Regions from separate parts of the Mus musculus genome. Here regions 1, 2, 3, 4, 6 and 7 are each linked to region 5. The links are chromatin contacts, called in public promoter capture Hi-C maps. All regions are on one chromosome and are shown on one strand. The core of a region is the stretch at or near the end of the contact, and the rest is flanking DNA. Distances in the headings are between cores, read along the strand shown. Region 1 overlaps Clmn (calmin). Region 2 has its middle 36 kb from the start of Clmn. Region 3 has its middle 15 kb from the start of Clmn. Region 4 overlaps Clmn (calmin). Region 5 holds the start of Gsc (goosecoid homeobox). Region 6 overlaps Syne3 (spectrin repeat containing, nuclear envelope family member 3). Region 7 holds the start of Serpina11 (serine (or cysteine) peptidase inhibitor, clade A (alpha-1 antiproteinase, antitrypsin), member 11).

The links. Promoter capture Hi-C pulls out the DNA fragments that hold promoters and counts their contacts.
Region 1: a contact with region 5 is called in a promoter capture Hi-C map of embryonic stem cells, with 2.5 times the contacts expected there. The contact joins the enhancer-like site here to the promoter of Gsc in region 5. A contact is called at or near these places in 9 of 39 promoter capture datasets (the 3T3-L1 cell line, 3T3-L1-derived adipocytes, the HPC-7 cell line and 6 more), 1 of 484 Hi-C or Micro-C datasets (embryonic stem cells), 4 of 115 datasets of contacts at active chromatin or transcription factors (craniofacial prominence, embryonic limb bud, embryonic midbrain and 1 more) and 1 of 9 other capture datasets (embryonic stem cells).
Region 2: a promoter capture Hi-C map of embryonic stem cells shows a contact between it and region 5, with 3 times the contacts expected there. The contact joins the enhancer-like site here to the promoter of Gsc in region 5. A contact is called at or near these places in 18 of 39 promoter capture datasets (the 3T3-L1 cell line, 3T3-L1-derived adipocytes, the C10 cell line and 11 more), 1 of 484 Hi-C or Micro-C datasets (embryonic stem cells), 8 of 115 datasets of contacts at active chromatin or transcription factors (craniofacial prominence, embryonic basal ganglia, embryonic forebrain and 4 more) and 1 of 9 other capture datasets (embryonic tail).
Region 3: a contact with region 5 is called in a promoter capture Hi-C map of second pharyngeal arch cranial neural crest. The contact joins the enhancer-like site here to the promoter of Gsc in region 5. A contact is called at or near these places in 8 of 39 promoter capture datasets (the 3T3-L1 cell line, cranial neural crest, embryonic stem cells and 4 more), 1 of 484 Hi-C or Micro-C datasets (embryonic stem cells) and 4 of 115 datasets of contacts at active chromatin or transcription factors (embryonic forebrain, embryonic limb bud, embryonic stem cells and 1 more).
Region 4: a promoter capture Hi-C map of epiblast stem cells shows a contact between it and region 5, with 2.7 times the contacts expected there. The contact joins the enhancer-like site here to the promoter of Gsc in region 5. A contact is called at or near these places in 10 of 39 promoter capture datasets (the 3T3-L1 cell line, 3T3-L1-derived adipocytes, cranial neural crest and 5 more), 4 of 115 datasets of contacts at active chromatin or transcription factors (craniofacial prominence, embryonic limb bud, embryonic stem cells and 1 more) and 1 of 9 other capture datasets (embryonic stem cells).
Region 6: a promoter capture Hi-C map of hippocampal neurons shows a contact between it and region 5, with 7 times the contacts expected there. The contact joins the enhancer-like site here to the promoter of Gsc in region 5. A contact is called at or near these places in 13 of 39 promoter capture datasets (the 3T3-L1 cell line, cranial neural crest, embryonic stem cells and 6 more), 3 of 15 datasets of contacts at CTCF or cohesin (embryonic stem cells, large pre-B cells and stem cell-derived epiblast-like cells), 4 of 484 Hi-C or Micro-C datasets (LSK cells, cortical neurons and embryonic stem cells), 14 of 115 datasets of contacts at active chromatin or transcription factors (craniofacial prominence, embryonic basal ganglia, embryonic forebrain and 6 more) and 1 of 9 other capture datasets (embryonic stem cells).
Region 7: a promoter capture Hi-C map of hippocampal neurons shows a contact between it and region 5, with 5 times the contacts expected there. The contact joins the promoter of Serpina11 here to the promoter of Gsc in region 5. A contact is called at or near these places in 5 of 39 promoter capture datasets (hippocampal neurons, liver, macrophages and 2 more), 2 of 115 datasets of contacts at active chromatin or transcription factors (embryonic stem cells and kidney) and 2 of 9 other capture datasets (liver and macrophages).

What each region holds. Positions count from the first base shown.
Region 1 is chr12:104,793,296-104,797,264 of GRCm38.p6, forward strand. Clmn (calmin) reads right to left here. Exons shown (of 14, transcript NM_053155.2): 4 at 3,747-3,830. Among named protein-coding and RNA genes, the nearest start is that of Dicer1, 43 kb to the left of the region's middle. Within about 2 kb of position 1,991, at least 14 of the 459 cell types and tissues checked have an H3K27ac peak or open chromatin away from gene starts, as enhancers often do.
Region 2 is chr12:104,899,351-104,902,891 of GRCm38.p6, forward strand. No RefSeq gene overlaps it. Among named protein-coding and RNA genes, the nearest start is that of Clmn, 36 kb to the left of the region's middle. Within about 2 kb of position 2,236, at least 35 of the 459 cell types and tissues checked have an H3K27ac peak or open chromatin away from gene starts, as enhancers often do. A contact at or near this core is called in embryonic stem cells, where this site is marked.
Region 3 is chr12:104,877,892-104,881,463 of GRCm38.p6, forward strand. No RefSeq gene overlaps it. Among named protein-coding and RNA genes, the nearest start is that of Clmn, 15 kb to the left of the region's middle. Within about 2 kb of position 2,215, at least 28 of the 459 cell types and tissues checked have an H3K27ac peak or open chromatin away from gene starts, as enhancers often do. A contact at or near this core is called in second pharyngeal arch cranial neural crest, where this site is marked.
Region 4 is chr12:104,815,476-104,819,110 of GRCm38.p6, forward strand. The region is part of intron 1 of Clmn (calmin); the gene reads right to left. Among named protein-coding and RNA genes, the nearest start is that of Clmn, 48 kb to the right of the region's middle. Within about 2 kb of position 2,281, at least 27 of the 459 cell types and tissues checked have an H3K27ac peak or open chromatin away from gene starts, as enhancers often do. A contact at or near this core is called in epiblast stem cells, where this site is marked.
Region 5 is chr12:104,471,677-104,475,567 of GRCm38.p6, forward strand. Gsc (goosecoid homeobox) reads right to left here and starts at 1,560. Exons shown (of 3, transcript NM_010351.1): 1 at 1,085-1,560; 2 at 317-576. The coding sequence starts at 1,439. It overlaps Gm10000 (a long non-coding RNA gene), which reads left to right and starts at 1,854. Exons shown (of 6, transcript XR_381874.2): 1 at 1,854-2,906.
Region 6 is chr12:104,938,235-104,941,810 of GRCm38.p6, forward strand. It overlaps Syne3 (spectrin repeat containing, nuclear envelope family member 3), which reads right to left. Exons shown (of 19, transcript NM_001042699.2): 17 at 2,372-2,521; 18 at 1,348-1,386. Among named protein-coding and RNA genes, the nearest start is that of Syne3, 59 kb to the right of the region's middle. Within about 2 kb of position 1,302, at least 28 of the 459 cell types and tissues checked have an H3K27ac peak or open chromatin away from gene starts, as enhancers often do. A contact at or near this core is called in embryonic limb bud, forebrain and hippocampal neurons, where this site is marked.
Region 7 is chr12:103,988,641-103,992,471 of GRCm38.p6, forward strand. Serpina11 (serine (or cysteine) peptidase inhibitor, clade A (alpha-1 antiproteinase, antitrypsin), member 11) reads right to left here and starts at 1,317. Exons shown (of 5, transcript NM_001166350.1): 1 at 1,249-1,317.

The DNA.
Region 1 (3,969 bases), core at 741-3,240, 320 kb after region 5:
GAGCGGGGCCTCGAAAGCTGTCGGCCTCTGTCTCATTTCCTCTCCTCGTTGAGCAACACTTCATACATGTACACAGCTGTCTCCAGGGATGTAATGGGATGAATGAGCTCAGCAGAGCAACCTTTAAAACCCACATTGCAAACTTTATCCTGGGACACTGGGGGGTGGGGGGTGGGGAAAAACTTAAGAGAGGTTGTCTGTCATACAGCCGATTCTCGCTCCACTCTCCCTTTCTGTCATGAGGCCTTTAAACTGCGTTGGCTCACATCTCTGATCTTATCGGTTTATTGGGGGCTCTGACAACATCAGTTAGGCCTAGGGTTGCCTGATTGAGGCTGACTGCCCAGCTCCCTGGTTGACGGGCCATTCACAGCCGCTGCCAAGAAGGTAATTGAGACAACACGGGCTCATCGCCGGCAGACTGGAGGCCAGGAAGGAAGTTGTCAATACTAAGAGGGATACAAGCCATCAAACTCAGAGCCAATCTTCCGTCCAGGCTCCCCCGGCAGCGCTCACAGCACATAACCAATCACTTGTGGAAACTCTTCTGTTTTCCTACCAGCCAGGTCTTCCTGGAAGCATTCTCTGGTTTGCAGTTTATAGAACATTCTAGCCCAGTGAACTACAACTACTTAAGGGATTCTGTCATCCTCATCGTCAGAGTATAGTCCTCCCTGGAGGACGGAGCCTTCTACTCTCCTTGGTGATAGACAGATGATAAAATCACCATGCTTCAGATCTTTAGGGATAGTGCTCCGCCTCCCCGCTTCTAACTCAGTTTGTTCTGCCACACTGAATACAAATGAGCCTGCTGGGTTGTGGGAGCATCTCTTCTCTTCTCTGAGCTGATAGGTTTAGAAGAGTGACTTGGAAACCTTCATGACAATGGCTTCCCCGACAGAGCACTGACCACTACGGGTGGGTTCCCAGGTTAGTCTCACTCTCCATGGCCCCATTTCAAAGGTGACAAAGCCAAAGCTCAGCCTAAGTGACTTCCTGAGGTCCCAGAGTTGGTCCCACAGTTGAGGAGAAAGAAGAGTGCACACTGGCTGGTCCCAGGACCCCAGAACAACAGCTTTGGTTGGTGTCTGTAGCTACTTCCCAGCTCTGGGCACCGCCACCCAGGCACCAGCAGAGCCACTGAGGATTGTCCTAGAAATCCAGGCAGTGGCACAAAGAGGGATAAATAAGGCTCCTTAAGTCATATTGTGGATTCTCAGAATGGGCCACAGCTTGTCCCTGGGAACTTATCTTGTCTCCTCTCCATCATCATCTTCCCCCTGAATAACCCCCCACCCCTGGACCACATTACACTTGTCCTATCTGTCTGGGAAATGGACCCAAATGAGACACTGAGCTCCCACGCGCCCAGGCTGGGATGTTTCTGTGAAGAATAACTAATTGAAGGGAAGGTGGGCTCAGTGGTCTGTGGTGCTGTACAGTCACTAGAGCAGACAGCCTGGAAAAGGCTCACACGTGGAGGCCGGAAGGCCAGGCCTCGGCCATGCTTTTCCCATGGCACCGTATGTTTAGATTAATCCATGGCAGGAGCACCTCGAATGTAGATTCGGCAGGCCATACGTTCTCCTGTGTGAGTCAGAGGCTCCTCTTCATGCCCTGGAGCGCCAAGCAGCTGCTGCTAGCAAGAGCATTGTTCTTTCCTCTGGACCTCAACCATCTTATAACTGGTTCTCCCCTATGCTAGGCACAGCCCAAATCCACAAAGACACTGGGATGCAAGCCTAGGCCCTGCCTGGGTAAGTGACCAGAGTCACCCACATGGCATTCACTGTGGGAGATGATCTCAAGGCCACCAGAAGGGGCAACCTAGGCAGCTGCTAGAAGCCACGCCTCCTGTCCCAAGTAAAGCATTCAGGGGAGACAAAGCTTCCTGAGAGTTATGCTAATGATGGAACACAGGTGGGTGGTGCCACCAGGGAGTTCAGTCAAGCCAGCGAAGCGGCAGAAAGAGGGCACACGGCCCTTGGCAGGGGTGTGCACACCGCCCCCTCAGTATTGCTCTGAGGAAGGTTCTGTCTCTGTTCCTTCTATTTAGAGAGGTATATGGTTTCCCCACAGTCCCTAGAAGTGAGTGGGGAGGCCAGGATTGGAAACCCAGGCCTAGTCATACAAAGGCAAGCTTGATCCTTGCTCAAGCAGAGGCTCACAGTGTTCCTGAGCCCACAGAGTGAATCTGGGAAAGTGCTTGTATTTTAAACTTCACTGTATTTAAAGCTTCACTGAGCTGTGGTCGGCGGGCTGTTGAAGCCTCCCATTTAGAGCATTCAGTTCTGTGGGTTTGGTGTATCTGCAGACATGTGTAAAGACCACTGGAGCAGATTGTAGAACATATTCACCCTTTCTAAGAGCAGCCCTGGACTTACTAGCTGTCATCTGGCATCCCTCTGCCTCCCCTTCGGTCTAACTTTCTCTAAAGCCATTTCTCCATCACAGAAATTTCACACAGATGGTATCACGTAAGAAGCACCCTTTACATCTGTCTGCCTGTTATTCAGTATACTGTGTTTGAGGCCCCACGCCTTAACACACACCAGCACCAACTTATTTTCCACAGCCAAGTAATTTTCCCCAAGAGTGCCGACCCATCTGTCAGCTGGTACATTCCTGGACTTGCTTGCACCTTTGGACTCTGATATCCGATATGCACTGGGGTGTTTAGTGGTCACCATCACTTAAACCTCTTGCATCCAGGTCTTTCTCTGCTGTGTGGCAATTGGGGACACATCCCACTTCCTCTGTGGTGGTAAACGTGCTCCCCAAGCTCTTGCTCAGCCTCAGGGTTGACATTCACATCCATTCAGCTTGGGATAACATTGCAGTGGTGAGTGCCTGCCTGCCCCAGCCTGGGTGAGAGCCGCCAGAAGCATCAGGGCAGGAAAGTGGAGGCATGCCTGCTCCCACCCTTCAGCAGCTTCTGAGATATTCCAGGATCCTGGGCTCCATCCTTGACTCTCCAGGTCCCTTCATGAGCTACTGGAGTTCCTCACCCAGTACTCCTTGTGCTGAGATAGCACACACATCTGCTTGTCTTACACACACGACCTCAAAGGGTCTGCACTCTAGGGGAATGGTTTAGTCTGCAGATAGGCCAGACAAACTGAACACTGTTTTCACACAGACTGTCCTGAAACAAACCGCTTTAGGGATGCCACCTGTGGGCCTCCCCTTCCCACCTGTGAAGGATCAGAAAGAGTTCCAAATGCAGATCCAGAACTCTCTATGACAGAGCCAGGTCCTTGCCTCTGCCACACTGAGCGCCCTGTCCTTAAGTTCCAAGAGAGAGATACATTGTAGCGATCAGTCCCAAGCCCTGTCCTTTAGTTCCGAGAGAGAGAGAGAGAGAGAGAGAGAGAGAGAGAGAGAGAGAGAGAGAGAGAGAGAGAGAGAGAGAGATAGATCTTAGCGATCAGTCCCAAACCTTGTGCCCTGTCCTTAAGTTCCAAGAGAGAGATACATTGTAGCGATCAGTCCCAAACCTCTGCTAACCAACAGCTGCTGGCCTTCTCCCAGACCGCCTAGGTGCAAATAGGGTGGGCAGGGCGTAGGAGCCATATCTTAAAATGTAGCTTCTCTGAGTGACTTCCCTTCACCCTAAGCTTGGAAGAACTTGGCTATTCCCCCATCAAGCCTTTCCACATTTCCCGAGAGATGAGCACCAAACTTCAACTCCCACTCTTTTCTTCCAAGGCAAGCTTGTCTTGACCAGACAGGCTTCAAACACTTACATTGCTATCTTCCAGAAACTTGAGTGCTTTCGCTATGTTGTTCAACCGAAAAATACGATGTGATGAGGATTTGTATTCATGCAGCTGAAAAACAAAACATGCAGCTAAGCCAGTGCCCATGCAGTAGTGCCCCAAGACCACAGGGGGCGCCTTTTCTTTATCACTTGCTTTTGAAGGTTAGGTACGGTATTGAAAAGAATCACCAACCAAAGAGCATGCAGGG
Region 2 (3,541 bases), core at 986-3,485, 430 kb after region 5:
TCTCCAGGGAGCCGCCACTTTCTCTCCAGGAAGGACTTCCTGAGCTTGCCATGGGCAGAGGTGGGCGTGTACACTGGATGCACAGAGAAGCCTGGAGGCCGCTGACTCTCCCTGCGTGGGCTCTGCTGTGGACCACTAGGGCAGAACGGCCACAGACTTCCTAGTCCCTTTCTAGTGCCCTCGCATCTCTGCAGAGGGCAGCGTTTATCTATCAACCTGTGTGTGAGAGAGAGATGCCCAGATAAAGTCACCCTGAATCCTCCTCTTGTGAGATAGGAAACTGTCCTTGCTTTGCACAGGGAACGAAAGCTTGTCACACAGGCAGGGCCAAAAGTGCTTAAATGGACTTTTCTGGTGCCAGGATGACCGGTGTGTCCTTATCCAAGTGTCGGAAGCTGACCTCCAACACTAGCCCCTGTCTGTCATAAAGCACAGGTTTGCCACATTGAAGGAAAGAGGCACAGATCACGGGGGAGGGGGGGGGCTCCAGTGGTTTCTCCCATCTCCTACTAGGTCTGTGATCTCCCACTGGGGCCCTAGAGTGGACCCTTGGAGGCCTCACTTGCTAGACACATCCTCTGGCTGCCCTGTCTAGCTAGTTATGAAGCTGCCGGCAAGCCATGGGCACTGCAGAGGGCCAAGGCACAGACTGTCCAGGTGGCAAATGGCTTCCCCTCTCCACTACCGTTCACCAAGAAAGTCTCCTGGCTCTTTTCCAGGTGACAGACTGGATTCTATCCCAGTGTGTGATGGCCTCCAGGAATTTATGTCACAGCCCTGAACTAGGCTAGCTGGGCGCTTCACTCAAACCTCTGCAAGGACAACTTTGTGTATTGGTGTGAGTGTGTGTGTGTGTGTGTGTGTGTGTGTCTGTCTGTCTGTCTGTCTGTCTGTCTGTCTCTGTGGAGGGGGTCATTCTTTTTTTCAAACTAAATATAATAAACAAAACTAAGAGATTCGAGTTGATTTTTGCCTGTAAAATAACAAAGATACATTTTAGTATATTATTATGAAATGTTGGTGGATATTCCTATCAAAACCTATTTTTTTTGTATGTGTCTAAACCCAAATTTAGCTATATGTCTTATGTTTGATTTATTAAGCTCGGGACCTCTACAGACACATAAACATGCATACACATGTGTGCATGTACTCTCTCCATACCCACACCTACTGCACAGTTTCCCTTGGTATCCAGGGAGCATTGGTTCTAAAATCCCCTCAGATACCCAAATCTACGGATATGGGAGTCCCATATGTAAATGATGCGGCTTCGGTATTCCACCTGTACACACCCTCCCATGCACTTTAACGCTATATAAATATGCTGTCTTGCTCAGGGAACTATGAGAGTGCACAGATGCAAATACTATTTTCTAACTACATTGTCTTCCAGGTAGCTAATTCGGCAGGTGGCTGGCTCTATAGACAATTCCATGTTCCCACAAATAAAGAGGGTCAGCTGTACACATGAAGACAGGGGTGCACACACATAACTCGTATGTCCAATGACTGGATTCTTAGTCACATATATGCAAGCAGACACACACACACACTTCTCCCTTTCTGTGGACTATAGACACTGTCTCAAGACTGAGTCCCTCAAAATTGAGTTTATAGCCTCTAGGTCTGCAGTTGTTTCCTGAGGCCGCTTCCCCCATAGATTCCTTTAGGAGCCTGTGTTTGCTAGCGGCCATTGCTCCTTCCTGCAGCTCCTATGGAATTAACGGCTTGGGCTTGGTTTTGAGCAGAGGTGGCAGACCCCTCCTCCCACCTAGCTACCTTAGCCTCCCTCTCTCCCTAATGGCTTCTCCATTACTTTCTGGCCTGTGGGCTGCTGGCTGGCTGGTGGGTCTTGTGAGGAGCAGGCCTCTTCCCGCCCACTCCCCAGTTGCTCATAGCTGGTTTATGTCCGTCCGTCCGGGCAGTGCCTACAGGGCCTGCGGCCTGGATGTTCTGAGAATTTTATTGGCACCACCACCGAGATGAGGGCCATGGGGGTCCTTTGGGCCTTTCGGAGCCGCTTTATTGGAGCAGGCCTTTCAGACACAGCAGGCAGCCGCCATTTCAGGAGAATCTGGTTTCTCTGCAGGCTCGGGCTTGTTTCCTCTCTGTTTGATTTGGCAGAGGCACAGCCTGGCCTGTTTTGATCTGCACCTCATGTTTGGGCTTTTTGTGGCCTGTTGGTGGATGAGGTGGTGCAGAGGGTTAGCCATTTCCCCACAGCCACAGGGACACAAACAGAGCTTTGTGTCAGGCCGCAGCAGGTGGAATGGAAAGTGTTCAGGCCCCTCCCGGGCTCAGGGTGGGGGGGATGCAAAGCCGTTAAAATGCAAATAAAAGCACTCCACAGCACCTACACCTTGGGAACCCAAGCTGGCCTGTGAGAAGACTGTTGGGTCTCAATTACCGTCAACTCCTTTGGGATCTGGGATAGGAAGGAGGCGGACAGAATTAATATTCTGCAAGGGGATTTGAATTTTAAAACTTCACTGGGGGTTGAGTTCACAGCCAGGCCTGAGCAACAGATGGCCAGCATGCCCCTGACATTTGAAAGCAGTGAAGGGCACGCTAAGGGAGAAAGGGTCTGGCTAAGAGAGCCCTGTCCCATCCATGGAACCCTTTCTGCATTTGATTGGTCCCCAAACCAAAATGAATAGCCACCATATTTGAAATAAAAGATCCATGGGGAACGCTGTGATCGGCTGGTGTGCCTGCCATTCATACCTCAGAATCTAACCCTCAGATGGTGACCATTCGGGGATGGGGGCTTCATGAGGTATATGGCTAAATGAGGGCATTAGGGAAAATCTAATTCATTACAAATCACTCTTCCTTTTTTTTTCTGGTGTGTGTGTGTAGGTGAGAGCACATGTGTGTGCACATGTCACATGTGTGCACATGCACAAAGATGTCTGTGGAAGCCAGGCTGTGACATCAGGATGTGTTTCTCAATCAGGACTCCACCTGACTTTTTTTTGAGACACGGTCTCTCACTACGCCTGGATATGGCCCTCTGAGCTAGACTAGTGAGCCCCACCCCCACCCCACCCTGTGCACGTGTCTCTGCCCTGGAGTTAGAGGTGCGTACCTCCACCCCTGGTTTTTGGTACGTGGGTGCTGGATTCAAACTCAGTTCTTTATGCTTATCTAGCAGTGCTGTTCTGTAAGGGGGTTACCTTTCGGAATAGCCCCGCAAGGACTTTATTGACTGCGCATCTCCTCAACCCATGACCGTGCATAAAACAGCATTTGAATGCAGCCACACCCAGAGGGACACACCCAGAGGGACAGGGAAAAGCTTCATCAGAAACCAGCTCCACCTGCCCTTGATCTCCAGAGCTGTGAAAAATAAGGGTTCCAGCTTTGAGCCTCCTGTCTCCAGCACTTCACCAGACAGCTTTCGGGGAGCTCAGAATCAGCAGTGAGAAGGGAGGAGGCCTAGTCGGCCTCTCTGCTGTTGTGACAAACGCTGACTGAATGCACAGGCTGTGTTGCGTCTCACACTTCCCAGGCCGCAGTCTGAGGGACTGAAGCAGAG
Region 3 (3,572 bases), core at 965-3,464, 410 kb after region 5:
AAGGGAAGGCAGAATCATGTGTAGAGTATAAAGGTCACAGGGGAGTTCCATGGGGACCACAGGGACCTGGTGTCCCCATAGAGCATGTGAGCTAATTACTCAGACGATCACCATGACTTCAGGACACCTGCAGTAAGGATTCCTTGAGTTTCTCTGAGTCACCCCCAAATGGACAGCAGACCAAAATGAAGAGGAGAGAATGATATAAATATTGGAGTGCCCACCTCTCTTTTTCATGGAAGGAGACACCTGGGCTCAGAGAAGTGGCCTAAGAATCCAGTCCCAACAGCAGGAGTATACAGCTCATCTAACAGCCACAGACCCAGGGAGGCTGTCACGGCACTAGATAACAGCAGCAATTCTCAACCTGTGGTTCGTGACCTCTGGGGGTCGGGGGGAGGGTGTCAAATGATCTCTTTTCACAGGAGTCACATGCCAGATATCCGGTATATCAGAAAATTACATCATGATTCATTAACAGTCACAAAATTAGTTATGGCATAGCAACAAAATTTCATGGCTGAGAGTCACCACAACGTATCGAACTGTTGAAATGTTGAAGCTTCAGGAAGGTTGAGAATCACCACTGTTCCGTAGGCGAGGCCAGGCATGTGGCTGCTCACACTTTCTGCCACATGTTTGAGAGGAAGGCATCTCCACTGCGTGGAGAGAAAGGGCCGACAGGCAAATGTTGACTCCGCCTGTCTGACATCCATGCCCACTCCCGCTGATACAAGCATCCTGACTTCTGTAGGAAGAGCTGCTTCTGGGAATGGGCCAGCTGATGGGATTCTCCACCAAGAGGCTTGCTATGTTACTTTTCAATTGCTGTGAAACCGTAACCAAGGCAACGTGTAGGAAAGTGTATTGGGGGCTTGCTAACACCTTCAGAGGCTGGGTCCATCACCATCGTGGTTAAGGAACATGGCAATACCCAGACAGGCATGGCTTTAAAGCAGCAGCCGAGAGCTTAGATCTTGATCCACAAATACATACAGGGCAGAAAGAGCTATCAGGAAATGTCATGGGCTTTTGAAACCTCAAAGCCTTCTAGTGACACACCTCCTTCGACATGGCCACACCTCCTAATCCTTCCTAAACAGTTCCACCAACTGGGGACCAAGTATTAAACATATGACCCTATGGGGTAATTCTTCAAACTGCCACAAGATTCATGTTCTATAGCCACAGAGTGAACTAGGACCAGCTCAGTCCATCCAGGGCAGTCCCTCGCTCCCCTGCTGTTTCTGTCTTAAGCAGAGGGAAGCAGTGTTAAAAATGCAAGAAACTAGCATTTGGTGGTGGCACATGCCTTTAATCCCAGCACTTGGGAGGCAGAGACAGGCAGATTTCTTAGTTCGAGGCCAGCCTGGTCTACAGAGTGAGTTCCAGGACAGCCAGGGCTACACAGAGAAACCCTGTCTTGAAAAACCAAAAAAAGAAAAAAAGAAAAAAAAGCAAGAAGCTGACTTGTCCAATAGAGGACAGAGCAGTGACCCTGGAAACATTCCCAAGGGTTCCCGCCTCCGGGCCTGTTCTGCCCCATGCCTCTACCCAAGGCTCCATTACCCTGATGGGGGGCCTCTTGGGCCTGCCATACCCTGAAGAGTAGGAAGTGATTCTTCGCATCATCCTGCTAACAGTGATGGAGGCGGCCTTGCCACAGGGAGAGCCTTTGAAGAGGGGTGAAAGCACAGCAAGAGCCTGTGATAGGATGGCACCTGGCCTGACACCACGGAGCAGCCCGGGAGGTCTATGCTCCCTCCACGAAGGCATCCAGCGAAAGCACAGCCACACATCCTCTCAGCCTAGAGTTAATGGGATATCTTGATTGTTCCTGTCAGCGAATGACACCGCTATTCAAGCTTTCAATTCATCACGTACTTTTAAAAGCAAACTCTGGGGCCTCAATTAAATAAGCTTCCTCATTTACTTAATAATGGTGCCATATTGACGGAACAGGGACATTCTGTGAGGAACATTCCCTTCGCAGACTCTTTCAGGATCTGAGGTAGCAGATGGGGGTGGGGCGAGCAGCCTCAGGCTGGCTTGGAGCCTTGGTTGGAACCATGGGACCTTGGAGCCTGAGAGTTGACCTGAAAGTCACTTTCAGGCTGCCTGAATTCTTTACCACCGGTCCCTCAGATCCCATCCTTGGTAAGGCAGGAGTAGCCTCTGTCACACAGCAGGGGCTCAGAGCTTGCTTCCTTTCACAGTCCTTTGGTCAGTGGTTTTCTCAGGCAAGCTGTTCATGCATCGACCCTCTGGCCAGGGTCCTGGGGCAGAGAACCAACAGGCACCTCTACTGAGAGGCCAACACAGCCACCATGACAGCCAGTCTCTGGAACTCACTTCCTCCCCTCACATATCTTTCAAGGTCCTCTAATTCCTCTCTATCCCCAAGAAGGCTCCCAGGTTCCATTTTAGTCATCTCCGGACCTGTAATCCATCCTGAAGTCTGAACCTTGGTTAGCGCAAGCTTCCACCAGGCGCGCCTCGGACCACTCTCACCCCGCTGTCAGGCCCTCATCCCTCAGTGTCGGGGAGCCGGCAGTCTTCATGGAACCAGTCGTAACTGTGGCCAATTTCAGTAATTTCAGAATTGCCAGGGAATTCCAGCCTGTCGCAGCTGCTCCTTCATGCTGCCTTTGATCTCCACTAGTCTCCGTGAGACGCAAAATACTGTTGTCATCCTCAATTACTCCAAGGGACAGGGTGGCCTTGACCTTGCCACCAGGCTTCCTCAGCCTACATGAGGCAGGCAGCAGCTGTTACGGAGGAAGGACAGGCTCTGGGCAAGGGAACTTCCTCAGGCCCATTCTGGAGGCCGCAGCCTCTGGAGCAGAGAGACCCCAGAGCCTGGTGCATGCTGGGCCTCCACCTTATCATTCAGCTATATCTGAGCTCTATGTTTTGTTGTTCTTTACTTTTTATTGTGAGCCAGATCCCTTACCAAGTTCTCCAGGCAGGCCTTGAACTTGCAACCCTCTGGCCTCAGCCTCCTAAGGTGCCAGAATAACAGGCTTTATAGCACTAAATGCAACTGGGCTGACTTCTCCCTATTCTTCACAGCCCCAACTCTGGGTGCATAACAAAAGCCCACCTTTCCTGCTAGGTTTCCCCTTACACAGCCCTGTCAGAATGAAGCACGGTGTTAGTGCGCCTCAGCCAAGCTCGGGGGTTTTGGTGGCCTTACCACACACTGATGTGTGCCCCAAACAACATGGCTGTCATAGATAGCAACTGTCCTCACGACACCTAGCCAGCTTGTCCAGTCCCCTAGAATTGCCAGGGGTTTTCCTCCAGAGCAGTGGTTCTCAACTTGTGGGTTGCGACCCCTTTGGGGTTGCCAAAGACCATTGGAAAACACAGATATCTATATCATGTTTCATGACAGTAGCAAAGTTATGAAGTAGCAACGAAATCATCCTATGGTTGAGGGGTCACCACAACATGAGAAACTGTATTTTCGGGTCACAGCGTGAGAAGTGGGGCTTACCGTCCTGGCCAGCCCAGCCGAAGCCTTTGTCCCCTTCCCCCTCTCTCACTTCCCACTTGTGTCACATTAAGCC
Region 4 (3,635 bases), core at 1,031-3,530, 340 kb after region 5:
CCATTCTTTCGTTTTGCTTTCTGGCCACCCCGGGGTGGGTGGTTTTTCTCCATCATAGGATCCTGCTGTGAAGTCCTGCCTCCCCCAGGTCCAAAGCATCATGACGGAGCCACACCACAGACCATGCCCTCTGACCTCCGACAGAGCCGGAGGAGCCTGGCTTCCCTTTTCAGATGATTTTCTCGGGTATGTTGCCACAGCAGCAGATTCCTCATTCACATCCCATGAAGACTCATCTCTGGGCCTCTGACGCCATGATCCACCAAAGGACTACACTTTGTGAAACCACAAACTTAGGCACTTTTTTTTTTCAAGCCAACATTTCCATAAAAATGAGAGACTTCTAGATCAGTGCTTTCCAAACTATATCCTACAGAGTACTCACTACAGAGTACTCCCACACACACACATGAGGACCTGAGTTCAAATCCCTAGCTCCTATGTAAAGCCAGTCACGATAACATGTATCTGTAATTCTAGTGCTCCCACAAGGAGATGACAAGACAGAGTAGAATTCCCAGAAGTCTATAGGCCTGCTAATCTGCCACAGGCAGCAGAGAACAACAAAGGGAGACTCTGCCTCAAACAAGACACAGAGAAAGCCCGACACCTGAAGCTGTTCTCTAACCCTTCATACATGTACTATGGCATACATGCATGCCCTCATTCACACACACATACACATGTGTGTGCTCGAGTATATACACACATATTCACATACCCATACACATAAACATAGTCACGTATATGTACACAACTCGTGTGCACACACATTTACATACAAGTGCACACATACACACAGTCACATACATGTACACATACATGTACACGCTCACATATACATATACACATTCACACACAGTTACCTATATGTACACATATGTTGTGTGTACATAGTCACATACAAACGTGCATACACATGCACACACATAGTCACATACATGTACACACATACATGCACATACTCACATACATATAGACACATTCACACACATAGTTACATACATGTACACATATGCTCACACACACACACACACACACACACATACACTTCTGTAACTCCACTCAAACCAAGTTCATTTGAGGCCAGACTTTTCTATATAAAACACAGTGTCCTTACAGAATCTTGCTTTGGAAACCAGAGGGAGGACCACAGATGGGGGAGCTGCTTGCACCGGCTCCTTACAGAGTGCAAAGTGGATGGCTGATAGCTTATGTGGTGGCAATGGCAAAGACTACTTTTTCCCAGCCTTCCACGCAGGTAGGTGGTGGGGTCACATGGCTGAGTTCTGGCCAACAGGATGGAGTCAGGCAGAAGGCATGCCATTTCTAGACACCACTACCCTGCCCTATAAAGATTGAGAGAGAGAGCAGACCTGGAACCCACTGAGAAGAAGAGAGTTACCACATTACAGTTGTGTCAAACTTTGGTGTGGGGAAGGTAGGAGCCATACCTGTGCCACCCACCTCAGACAAGTTGGCAGTCTAGTTTGTCACCTTCTCTGGGAAGGAGACTGTGCCCAGGCTGCTTGAGCCCCTGTTCAGAGCAAGTGTGACAATATGGGCCCTTCCAGAAGGGCCTTCGTCACAGGGTTAGTGCAGTCCTAGAAGAAAGGCTGTCCTTAGTTGTCACTCAAGAGCAGAGCTCCAAGGCCCAATGACGAGAATCAGCATGACCTCTGCATTCCAATCACACTTAAAAAATGGAGATTGAACACACAACCCTGTGTTTGCACAAACATACACATTCCCTTAATTTGCATTTTAAAGCCTATCTGCCTTTAATGAGGTCCACAAGTCCCTCTCAAATCTCAGTGTACTTGCCCAGCCATGAAGGTGACCCGCTGTCCCTGTCCACACAGGACTAAGGGAATCCCAGCAGGGCGTTAGGTGCTAAAACTGGAGAAGTGCCAGGCACATAGAGACAAGTTTGTATCTAGGACAGCAGGTCTGGAGAGGGAGGGGGCGGAGCGGGGTGGGGGGGACAGGGGAGGGGAGGGAGGGCGGTGCAGGCAGAAAAGGTCCATTCCGAATACAAAGGTAAGGATGGCCAGCCGGCTATATTCACTTCAAAAAAAAGAACACAAGACTCCCTGTTTACAGTTTCTGCCTGCAACAGAAAGTGACAGTGTGACTGTAAAGACCGCAAACTGTGACAGGAAGGTGAGGAGCTTCACGCTCTCCTCCAGCTGGGACAACAAGAGCTCACAGTAATTAGCACAAGACAGGGCTGCCTGACTAGAGGCAGCCTTGCCACAGAAGCCAATGTTCACTGGCCATAGTGCTTTCCTTCTGGAATGAGGTATTCTCGGGTTGCATTCCCTGGGCAGAGGCACACAGCTCACACCACGTCTGGGCTGGTGGTGCGGGTAACAATCCCAGGTAGAGCCCTAGGAGGACAGGAGCTGGTGCTGGGGCCCGGCTCCGTAGCTGCTGCGACTCCTTTTAGCTTAACCATGCCCTCCATTGTGGGGTTTTGGCAGATTACAATGAGAACCATTCTAGTCTTCAACCAGCAAACTTCACATGGCAGGGATGGGAAGATCAAAGAGAGGGACCTGGAGACAGAGTCTGCAATGTGTGGTCCTTACTAGATCCCGACTCGTCACCCCAAAATGAGCAAACTGTAGTCTGAAAGCTTGCAACTAAAACAAATATCCAGGATATGTAATGTTCACATTAGGGGATTTAAATCAAGCAACAAAAGTTAAAGAGCCCTTGACAGGAGTACTCTGGTCACCACTTTGAAACCGTGCCAACCGAGGCAGGGAGAAATAAGGTCACCCATTTAGTGAGTGACAGAACCAGGTTCCGAACCCACTTGGGCCCCAAAGCTCACATCTCTAACCATTACGCAATACTTCCTGACTCTCCAGCCCCACTGAATTCAAAACCATCCAAGTCCTTCCTAACTAGGTCGTCACACCCAGCTGAGAGCCACCTGTCACACTGATGGGCCCCTCTGTAAGGGATGTTGATTTCCAGTCCCTGTGTTATCTGCTATTCGAACTATTTCAGCCAATTCTGCAAGGCGAGGGTCTCAGATTCAAGGCTCGGATGCTGTCATAGGGGAGATGTTTTCCTAGGTTTAAGGTAGAGTGGCCTGGGGGAGGGGCAGGCTCGCCGGAGACTTCATTTTGTGTGTATGCATCTATTTGATATAAATTTCAATTTGTATTTAAAAATTAATTGTTAAACCAGGCCTGGTGGTGCAGGCCTGTAGTCCCAGCTACTAGGAGGGCTTGCTTGAGCAATTTAGGAAGACCTAAACTCAAAATACGAAGCAAGAAGGAGGCTGGGGATGAAGCTCGGTAGTAGGCACACTTGTCTTGCAGACACGAAGCATCAAATAAATGAATAACTGTGACTCTTCACTCACCCTTGTGCAAATAATTTGTTTGTCCTCAAGACCACCTTTGGAGAAATATTCACATATACATCTGACAGGAAGAATTTTTCTGTTTGTAAAATTGTTAGATATCTACACTAGAAAATTTCAGAAAATCCAACAAAAGGGGGGGGTGTCACAGACCAACTTAAGCCCCTCCATACTTCCCTTGGTCCTTTCCTTATTTTTACTACTCTGCCCTCATATATGCAATGGGATCCTCTACCTCAGGTCTGCCTCTTACCCT
Region 5 (3,891 bases), core at 310-2,809:
AGGCTGCTGCCCACCGACACCAGGGCACCGGGTGGCCCCGCGTGGCCAGGGGACAGCCTGACCGTGGAACCTTAGCCTGGCAGGGAGAAATCCGCAGGCAATCGCTGTGCTCAAGACCAACAAAAGGAGAAGCACCCTCCACGCTTCCTCTTTTCCTTCTTGGGCCTAAAGTACCCTCGGGCAGCCTCCAGGCCACAGCCTCTGGGATGCTCTTAGAGTGGCCACATCCCAAAGGAGGACCCGGCAAAAGCCGCGTGCAGGGAAGGACCGCTAGACGCCCCCACCCCAGCCCACCCCCGCTGGGGCTCTTGCCTACCTCCACCTTCTCCTCCCGAAGGTGCACCTTCCTGGCCAGCTGCTCCCGAGTGCCCACGTCTGGGTACTTCGTCTCCTGGAAGAGGTTCTCCAGGGCTTCGAGCTGCTCATCGGTGAAGATGGTGCGGTGCCGCCGCTTCCGCCGACAGTGCAGCTGGTTGAGCAGCTGCAGCTCAGTGCGCGACAGCGTGCCCACGTTCATGTAGGGCAGCATCTGGTGCGGCACCGGAGACACCAGTACAGAACCGGGGCCCTCGTAGCCTGCGACAGAGAGAGGGACGGGAGTCAGTCATCCTCCCTCGGCACCGTAAGCCAACCCGCTCGCTGCCCTCGCTCACTTAAAAATAAAAAAAGTCTGCAAGGGGCGCTATGTCTTTGGGGGGCACCGAGACCAGGGATGCCCAGACGTGGAAGGAGCGTCTGCCTGCACACATCCAAAAGCCAGTTCAGGCACTTTAGAATCTCCCCGCGTCCTCACTTCATTCCCGCGCGCGCGTGGAGTCGCCCCGAGACTCCCGGTGACTCGGCTTTTTAAACTCTAACCTAAAGTTTACAGTAGACGTATGCAAAGTCCCCGTACCCGGTGACCCAAAAATATATTAATTAATTAAAAGTAAAAGATAAATAAATAAATGGGAGAACGGGGAAGGCTTGCAAAGGGAGAAAGTTGGTGCCAGGTGAGTAAAGCAAGCAAACCGCGCGTCCATGCCCCGGCAGCCACCGACTGCCGCAGTGGCGAAGGCCGGCTCGCGAGCGATCGCGACCCTACCTGGGGGCGTCGGGACGCAGGAGCACTGCTGGGCGCCCAGCGGCGGCACAGCCCCGCAGCAAGCCGGGCCCACGGGCGCCGCCTGCACGTGCAGCTGCCCGTAGAAGTAGCTGTTGTAGCCCAGGCGGGAGCTGCCGACCGCGGCCGGGAGGCCCGCGCCTCCGGGGGCCACAGGGCGCGGGTAGAAGGCGCCGTAGTCCGAGGAGGTGCCGCCGCCGGCGCCGTAGAGCGAGTCCCCGTGTAGAGCCGGGAAGACCACCGGAGCCGCGGCGCTGGGCGCCACCGGGAGCACCGCGTCTTTGCAGCGCGGCCGGGCGGCCAGGATGTTGTCGATGCTGAACATGCTGGCGGGCATCCCCGAGCCCCGCGTCGGGACCGGGGGGCGGCGGGGACGCGCCGAAGAAGAAGAAGTCTCCAAGTGGTGTTGTTTGGGGTGGGGGTTGGGAATTGTCCCACTCTCTGCTCCCGCGGGCGAGCAAACCGAAAGAGAGCGCGGGCGAGCGCGCAACTCGCGCCCCTCCCCGCCCCCTGCGTCCGAACTCCCTCCTCCCGCCCTCTCCTCCCCTCGCCGCCGCCTAGCTGAACTCAACCCGCGGGTAGGACGCAGCTCCGACCGGCTCAACCTCTTGTTGGTTTTATACTGAGTCGACGTCATCCTGGATTTAGTTCCTGGTAATATGCAGATGACAAACAGAACCAGATTTGGTCCTTTTCTTTTCCTTTGGGTGGTGTGGAATGGGGAGGTGGGGGTGGGCGGGGGGCGCTTGCAGGGGAGGGGGAGAGATGCCAAGAGGAGGGGGGCCACAGGGCCTGAAAAAGATTGTGGATTGAGAATTAATGAAATTAACCTAATCTTTTCCATTCGGCAGCCCCGGCGCGGCCCCGGCCTTGCTGGGCGGGCGGCCTAATTGCCCAGGTTAATCTTATTAATACTATTGTCCTGCCGCCGTTAACAACTCCGCCGCCGACCTCTCCGCCCCGACCCTTTTCTCTCTATTATGGGGTGCGATTTCCTATGGTTGTAGCTCAAATTCATTGTGGCTAATTTTACTTTAGGACTACTTTTTACTCTCTTTCGGAATCTGTTTGCTTTTAAGAAATGAGGGTGGCTGTGTCCTCCCTCAACTAAGACTGAAAGTGCCCCCCCCCCGCAGCCAACCCCCTACCCCGTGAACTCACTGCCTAATTTCACTTCTCCACCCCCCCCTCCGTCTCTTTCCCAAAATCTTTTGTTTTTGCGAAAGCCAAATTTTCTCAGAGCAAAAACCATGAAAGTAGAAACGCGTCCGCCTTCGTACAAGTTGTCTTTTTTCTTCTTCTTCTTCTTAAAGCGGTCACTCTGGGTCTGAAAACTACCCTGACTCTCCCTAGCTCCTAACACACCAGTGAAGAGCAAATTCAGCCAGTCTTTAAAATTCACCACCCAGAGGAGCGCTCTGAAGCGATGCTTCCAGAGGCTTCCCGCGTGGGTGCCGATAGGTTCTGTGTATTTTTGATTATTAGTCTGGGAGAAGGGGTGCCTTCCCCCCCCCCAAAAAAAATTTTTTTGGCTTTAATTCTCGTGGGATCTACCGGGACTGCCTGTCTCCTTTCTCAACATATTGAGTGGCGTCCCTCTCTCAATCAGCGAGCTCTCCGAAAGGCCTCTAGCTGTCCTTCCAGGCCCGCGCTGGCCTCCGGGGGACCCCAGCGGCCTGGACAAAAGTCGGGCCACTGCGGGCGGCCGTGATGATTTGCGGGATTCTCCGTGAGGCACGGCCGAACCGCGGGAGGCGCAGCCAGCCTAGATCTGCGCGCTGGCGGCTGGGCGACCTGCGGGAAGGTAGGCGACCCTCTGGGCAGAACGAAAACAGAGGCCCAAAGTCGTGCGTCCCGGTGCCAGCCCGGGAATTGCACCGCCATCGCGCAGGCCACTCTCCAGCTACTCCAGGAGAGACCTGGGTAGAGGACTTCCATACCATTTGTGGAGATTCCTCTCTCACTGATAAGTCTGAGATAACTTCAACGCTGTCTAAAGCCGTACAATAAATGCTAAGTCCTCCCTGGCACTGGAGGAGATCCTGGGACCTCTCCTTATTGCTCTTCCTGGGTTAGAGAATCATTGCGGTAAGTTTGGTCCCGCCTGGGCGCAGAACTAGGCAGTGCGTGGGAGCAGCCACCCGGAACTTAGGAAAGCGTGTACCTCCGTGCCCTCCAGCCCACCCACGCATGGCCTAGGACACTTGATTTGCTTACGTTGCAAATTGGGGGTGGTGGTAAGGATTGGATAGAGACCGGCTTCAGTTGGGGAGGTGACAGTTTCTTGTTTTTGTTTTAAGAGAAACAAAGTCTTCTCGGGAACGCTTCAGAAAGGCCAAGCCCACCTAGAGAAGTGACCTTTTTCCATTACAATGACTTTACTGTCACCAGGTTCCAGGACACACCTGCTGCCCTCCAACATTTTCCCACGTTCGGTTCTAAAGGGAGATAAATTGATTGACAAGAACTGGAGGCTGCAGTGACTTCGCTGTGTTCGTTTGTGTTGGTGGTTGTGAGTGGATAAGGCGCATGCAGGGGCAGGTCTCTTATATGACCTTTACAGGGGTACAGGCAGAAACAGGAGAGCCTGGGGTAGATTCCTGAACCCCTGAAACTTCTGAAAGGGGACTCAGATCCAGACCCGACAGGTACTCAGCCTCAGATTTGAAAGAGCAGTGGAATTTTGAAAAGAATAAAACAAACCCACGCCCACCCATTCATGTCTCTTTCAGCTTGGTACTTAGTGATCAGTTTTAACAAGTCCGGGATTTCGCTGCAGGGCTCGATTT
Region 6 (3,576 bases), core at 52-2,551, 470 kb after region 5:
AGGGTGTCCACACCAGGGATGCTGACTCTGGGGCACGAGGGATCTGAAGTGACGCCGGGTCCTTTGAACCAGACTGTGCTGTGGACTCACGTTATTAGGGTCAACGTTTGGCAAGAAAACAGTGGTAACACTGGGGACAGCAAGGGACAGGATTGGGGAGACCCTCCGAGCCCCAGGGAGGCCTCCAAGGCACCCTGTGAGACAGCAAAGCATTAGGTGCTGAGGCTGATGCCAGTTAGCAGTCACATGCTGCTGGGCACATCTTGTCTCCATGATGTTCCCTCCACGGGCTTAGAGCTGGGTTAAGGAAGCTATTCCTTGTGAGTGGCAGAGTGCATGGAGATGCCCAGCCACGACTGTCCTGGCTTGAGTTGCAGATGTCCCCACAGAATCGTGGTTTGGACAGCTCGACCCCTAGGTGGCTGTCCCTATTAGGGGAGGTTACAGAGACTATGAGAGTTGGAGCCTAGCTGGCTGAAGCTTATGCCCAGGTCTCAGTACTCAATTTCCCCCTCTCCCCCTTCCTCCCCACCCCTTCTCTCTCTTTCCCTCCCCTTCTCCCAGCCTCTCCCTCTCCCTTCATTGCTAGTTGGTCAGGAAGTGAGCGGGCAGCCATCCTCTGCCACAGGCAGAGCAACGACTTACTGCCCAAGCCCATGCATGAGTCTAAGGATCATGGGTGCATTCTCTAAAACCCGGAGCACCTTAAACAGCACTGCAAAAAGAACTGAGGCCACTGAGCACCAGTCCTGACACCCAGATCCTAGGCTGTGTCATCTGGTGTGACACCTGGTGTCACCTTAGGGGTGCCACCTAGAGGGCAGGAACTGGCACTGTTCTCGCTTTCGCCGTGACCAGTACGGGAAGAGCCAAAGTGTTTCAGTGGACAGCAGTGGGCACAGCCTGTCTGGCAGAGCAAAGGACTCCACCACCCTTTCTAATGAGTCCCCTGGGGCCAAAAAGGCCACAAGATCTATTTGCCTGGGATAGTCCAGGCTCCTGGGCCAGTCCTGGTTTACATCTGCTGTCACAGGTATAATCAGTGCAGCATTCAGTCTCTCTCCAGAGTGTCCCGAGGCCTGGATGACAAATCCAGGGTCCTTCTCAGTCTCACGTCAAGGCTAAGTCATCTACACACACTTCAATCCCTCCCTGAGCCTGGGGCTTCCTGAGAACACACACCTCGGGGGCCCAGCCCATTACAGACCAAAGCTGATTCTCCATCTGTGATCTCCAGCTCTCCGGGAACATTCTAGAAAACCCAGACACCCTGCGCCAGAGTCACAGGCTCCAAGCCTTGCACATTCTCTGCCCTCTAGCTGTGTGGAACAGATGGCAGACACGTACCTTCTGGAATGCAGTCAGCTCCCCCGGAGAACTCTCGGTCTGTTATTTTAGGGAAAGGAGAAGAAATGGGGTTTAAAAAAAAAAAAAGTCAGCTAGGCGCGTAAAACTTAAACCCCAGCAGAACCCCCGTAACAGAATATTCATTCTGTCAGGGGAGTATTTTGTTCAAACTGCTGGTCATCTGGACAGCCTGCACCAGCAGGGGATCCCATTTAATGAGCTTTTTAACACACTTCAGGTCCAGGTGGCACTGTCTGGATGGCCTTGGCCAGGGCTCGGAATGTGGTCGATATGGCCTGGGCTGAGCTGACACCTAGTGGCCAACCTGGCAATTGCAGAGCCAAAAAAGCCTGGCTTGCCTCAAGCTGTGGCTGAAAAGTGGGGTCCAGGGAGCCACCCTACCCGCTCCTTCCTGGACCCAGGACACTTAACTTCTTTGTCTCGCTTTGGTCACCAGACCCTCTCCTACACGGGCAAGTTAGGAGGTCATGGTCTTTAACAAAGGCTATCATTATCTTAACCAATGGTTTTCGTAGGGACAGGAGGTCCAGGAGATAAAAGGGCTAGCCAGGAAGAGAGGAGCCGAGGCTCAGGATTCAGCTCCATATGGCATCCCCATGGCAACACCACGCCCCAGTGAAGGGCTATGTGGCCCTTCTAGCCTTGGGGTTAGGAGTGGGACTCAGCTATTCCCCCTGGAGTCTGGGATGCAGCTATTCCAGCAGAAGGTGGTTCTAGGATCAAATGGGAAATGATGTAAAACTATAACACAGAGGGAGCAAGACATCTTTATGTACTAAGCAGGAGTCACTGCCCTTAGTCATAGACTCCAGCCTCCCTGGGAGGTAAGATGGATAAATAATATTACAAGAACCTGAGAGCCAAGAGTGTTCCTCTCCTCCTTTAAGCAGCCACCGTGGCCTGATAATATGGACACGCAGGAATGAACATGCATAGATGCAATTCTGTCTCCCCGAGACATGGTTGCCTCCTGGGACCCCCAACCTTTGGCCCCAGCACCTACCAGCAGGTGGCCAGAGTCCTTGAGCTTGGACTTGTACAGCATCCACCGGTAGCGCAGATCTTCCAGCTCGTTGGAGGGGTCCCTTGCCGGCCTGAGACGAAGCAGGTTCTCAAAGAGGTGCTGGCCTTCTGGGATTCGGGCCTCCAGCTCCTGAGAGAGAAGGTGGCATCATGCCACAGATGCCCAGTGGCTCAAGAACCCCACCTGGCTGATAAGGATGCCAATCAAGGGCCCCATGAAGCATGCTGGGAGATGTGGGCAGGGCCAGTAATATGAGATTCTCATCCATGCAAGTTTTTTAAAAAGGGTTTTTAGGGATGGAGAGATGGCTCAATGGTTAAAAATTATGGCTGTTCTTTTAGAAAACCTGAGTTCAGTACTCAGCACCCAAATATTGATTCATAACTATTTTTAACTTTAGTTCCAAAGACTCTGATGTCCTCTTCTGGTCTCCAAAGGCACCAGGCACAGATGTAGCACATAAGGGCACAGACATTCATGCAGATAAAACACTCATACACATAAAATATTCTTTTTAAAAATGGGCCCTAGACGTATTTATTTTATATGCACGAGCATTTGCCTGCCTATATCTATGTGCATCATGAGTGTGCACGAGCATTTGCCTGCCTATATCTATGTGCATCATGAATGTGCACGAGCATTTGCCTGCCTATATCTATGTGCATCATGAGTGTGCACGAGCATTTGCCTGCCTATATCTATGTGCATCATGAGTGTGCCTGATACCTACAGAACTGGAGTTGTGGATGGTTCTGAGCCACCATGTGCATGCTGGGAAGGAAACGCAGGTCCTCTCCAAGAGCAACAAAAGTTCTCGACTACAGAGCCATCTTTCCAGCCTTGCATCCAGAATGTCAGAGAACTCCCAACAGGCAGAAGAATGGCAGTGAGGCTGTTACTCCCAACACTGACAAACTGGGATCACAAAAGGTTTGTCACAGTGGTCACCATGATAAAATAATGATCACTGAGAGATGACACTGCTGGCATTTGAGACTGCCAGCATTGTTGCTCAGTCACGTAAGCTTTATCTGTCTAAGAAGACCACGGCTTTCCCCTAGGGTGACATTTCCTCCTCCCGGGAGTCCTGACAGATGCTGTGATGTGGGGATCAGGGGTCCACAGGTTGGAGCGTAAGCTTCAATCCCAGCTTTGGACCCTGGCTAAGCTACTCAGAACCC
Region 7 (3,831 bases), core at 67-2,566, 480 kb before region 5:
CTCCATGTATGGCGCTTAAGGACAGTGTTTCCTGCTTGGGACTTTCCTTAGATGGAAGTACCAGAGGAAGATGTGGAATGATGGTTGAATAATGATGTTGAATAATTGGTCTGCCCTGGTAAAGTAAGGGCAGAAAATTTGAGGGAGCCACTCATGGCCATTGATGTCGGCACCTTCCTGACCCTGCTACCCCACATCCCAAGGTGACTCGCAGAAGGATGTGGTTTCCAAGGAAGAATGAACTGCAGCCAGGCCGGTCTGGGCTTGAACTGGGGCTCTGCAGTTACTCAATGTGTGATACTATCTCTGCAACACAGGGCCTCCATTTGCAAAATCCATGTGGCAATGTCACCCCTCTCTTGTGCTTTACGAAGTCTAACTTGCAAAGCACCAGCAAGTAAGAAAAACAGTACAGGAGACTTTGTTCCATTTCTACCTAGGCTGGGTGTACTGGGGCTCTAGTGCACTTAACTCTGTTCCCAGGCAGATTCTCGGAGAAAAAGCAGAAGCCTGTGGCTGAGTTCTGACCTTCTTGTTTCTAAGTGTTTGTTTAAGCGCTGGGTACATCGGTCACATTGCATCACTGGCCTGCAGATGGAGGTGTTTACAAATGCGTGGGGGAGAGAGAGCATCGACAGGCGATGAGCAACCCGGGTAAGCGATGATTGTGTTACCGCTGCTTCCCACCTGCCACTCAAACACCTGGAAGCGATTGAAATGCCAACAGTCACAGTCTTCCTCTGATGCTGGGACAGTTTGCTGTCTGTCCTTTAAACCAATGCTCCTGAGACCCTGGAGTCACAGAGACTTTTAACCCAGCTGTGTACACAGGGAAACTGCAGCTTAGGATTGACAGGGCTCAGCTCCAGACCTGGGCTTCTGTGCATGTGCTTGTTGCCATACCCGAGTTCCTGGTAAAGGTGCCACTTAGCTTCCAGCTGTTTTTGTGTTGGTTTGCCAGGATTATTGGCAGCTCATATGTCAAGATTCCCTAGGGCTGAATTTTCCAGAGACGGTCCCTGAAAACCTGTAACTCTACCTTCAAGATTTTTTAGGCAGGACTCATTGTCCCTGTCTTTCCCTCTAAAGCTGATGGTAGGTAGGGTAGGTAGGTAGATAGGTAGGTAAACAGTCAGACAGTCAGATAGATAGATAGATAGATAGATAGATAGATAGATAGATAGATAGATAGATAGATAGATAGATAGATGATAGCCTACCTTCATTTTGGGTACAGGGCATACTCACAGAGAAGTCACCCAGGTGGGCCCAGCTCCACAGTCCCGTAATGCCTCCTGCCCACAGGGTGATAGTGTTGGAAGACCATAGCAGCAGACTGGTCGATATTTGTCAGGTCAGTTCCTGGAACTGACGGGAAGGCAAATAGGACAAATGGGACTTTTTTTTTTAAAGTGTATGTCCTGGCTGCTGGTACCACAAACAAGCAAGTGACTTGTGCCCCATTCTGTCTGAGGGTGTTGTGCCATTGGTGGTGATGGGGGTCAGGGAGTGTTGGAGATGCTGACATGTAAACGGGAGCTTTGTAGGAACCAGGATCCAGTGAGACCTTGAGGAAGTGTGGCCACTGCTACTTCACAGAGAGACGCACGACACCAAGTGACTTGCTCTCAAGTCACTCTCTGAGCCGTTGCCACCATACCAAGCATCCCATCATTTTTTTCCGGGCACTTTAAATCTAATCTGTGTAGATGGTGGAAGGTTCTGGAGAGAAGGTTAGTGAGTGTTGAAAGACTAGGTAGTGGGCACTGGAGCCGTGACTCAGAGGCAGAAAACACGTACTGCTTTTTCAAAGGACCTGAGTTTGGTTCCCAACACCTACATTGAGTGGCTCACAACTGCCTGTAACTCCAGCTCCAGGAGATCTGATGCCAAGGTTTATTTTGTTTAAGAGATGGTCGCGCCCTGATGAGACAGAGTTGACTTTTTATTTTTGTTTGTGTGTCTGTGTTTGGGGGAGGGGGGTGCCATGTTCACATGGAGGGCAGAGGGCAGACCCAGAGGGTGTCATTCCTCAGGAGCTATCCGCCTTGTTTTATGAGGCAGGGTCTCACACAAGACCCTAGGGTCTCACACTAGGCCCTAAGGTTCACTGATTGGACGATGCTGGCGGCCCAGAAAACCCCAGGGATTGCTGCTTCCCCAGTGATATTGCAAGCACGCACCATCACACCTAGCATTTTACATGCACTCTGGGAATCTGACCTCAGGTTTCCAGGGCTGCACTTGACCAACTCAGCTATACCCTCAAGCCCCTTTGTAAGCTTTCTTACCCAACTTGTGTCTTGATCTGATAAGACTAATAACATTGTAACACAGAGGAATGGATACAGAAAATGTGGTACATTTACATAATGGAATACTACTCAGCTATTAAAAAATGAATTTATGAAATTCCTAGGCAAATGGATGGACCTGGAGGGTATCATCCTGAGTGAAGTAACCCAATCATAGAGGAACTCGCACAATATGTACTCACTGATAAGTGGATATTAGCCCAGAAACTTAGGATACCCAAGATATAAGATACAACTTGCCAAAGGCATGAAATTCAAGAAGAACGAAGACCAAAGTGTGGACACTTCACCCTTTCTTAGAAATGGGAACAAAAGACCCATGGAAGGAGTTACAGAGACAAAATTTGGAGCTGTGACGAAAGGATGGACCATCTAGTGATTGCCATATGCAGGGATCCATCCCATAATCAGCTTCCAAATGCTGACACCATTGCATACACTAGCAAGTTTTTGCTGAAAGGACCCAGATATAGCTCTCTCTTGTGAGACTATGCCGGGGCCTAGCAAACACAGAAGTGGATAATCACAGTCAGCTATTGGATGGGTCACACGGCCCCCAATGGAGGAGCTAGAGAAATTACCCAAGGAGCTAAAGGGAACTGCAACCCTATAGGTGGAACAACAATATGAACTAACCAGTACCCGGGAGCTCTTGTCTTTAGCTGCATATGTATCAAAAGATGGCCTAGTCGGCCATCACTGCAAAGAGAGGCCCATTGGACTTGCAAACTTTATATGCCCCAGTACAGGGGAACGCCAGGGCCAAAAAGGGGGAGTGGGTGGGTAGGGGATTGGGGGGGGTGGGTATGGGGGACCTTTGGGATAGCATTGAAAATGTAAACGAGGAAAATACCTAATAAAAAAAAGGAGACACCTCAATAAAACTTATAACATTGTAACGTTAAAAAGGAGACAGCTGGTAACTTTCAGCTCCTCTCTTCATCTTGAACGTCTCTTCAGACCCTCTCTCTCAGGGAGAGAGCTGGAGATGCTCTCAAGTTCCTGCCACACAGAACCTGCAAACAGCTGAGTGGGTGGAGGTGCTTGTGCCACGCCGGGCCACCTGGATTTCAACAGGGAAAGTGAGAATGGACATTTGCCCTGTCTCTTTTCCCACCGCGGCTGTACGCAGGGTCCTGTGGGGAGCAGAAGACACGGTGTGGGAGAGGTGGAGTCAGGCCCGAGCTGTGGGGAGGCGAGGTCACGTGCCCATGTGCCCTCACCTGGGACCAGGCTCTGGTGTCCCCTCACTGGAGCTCCTTATGAGGATTCTGGTACTGTCTTTTCCAGCCGAGCCTCAGCACTGTATGCTCTGAGAGTAAAGCTTTGCTCCCTACGACACCACCACGGCACCACTCAAAAGGCTGTTCCCTCTTTTTGAGATCCACTTCCTGTTCTGTAAGGGGCAAATACCTTTGTTTTGCAGGTTGCCCTCAGAGAGAGTGGAGACGACACATGACAGAGTGTGCCAGAGGTGCCCAACGCATGTAACTTCCTGGTAGCTTGACTTTCTGGG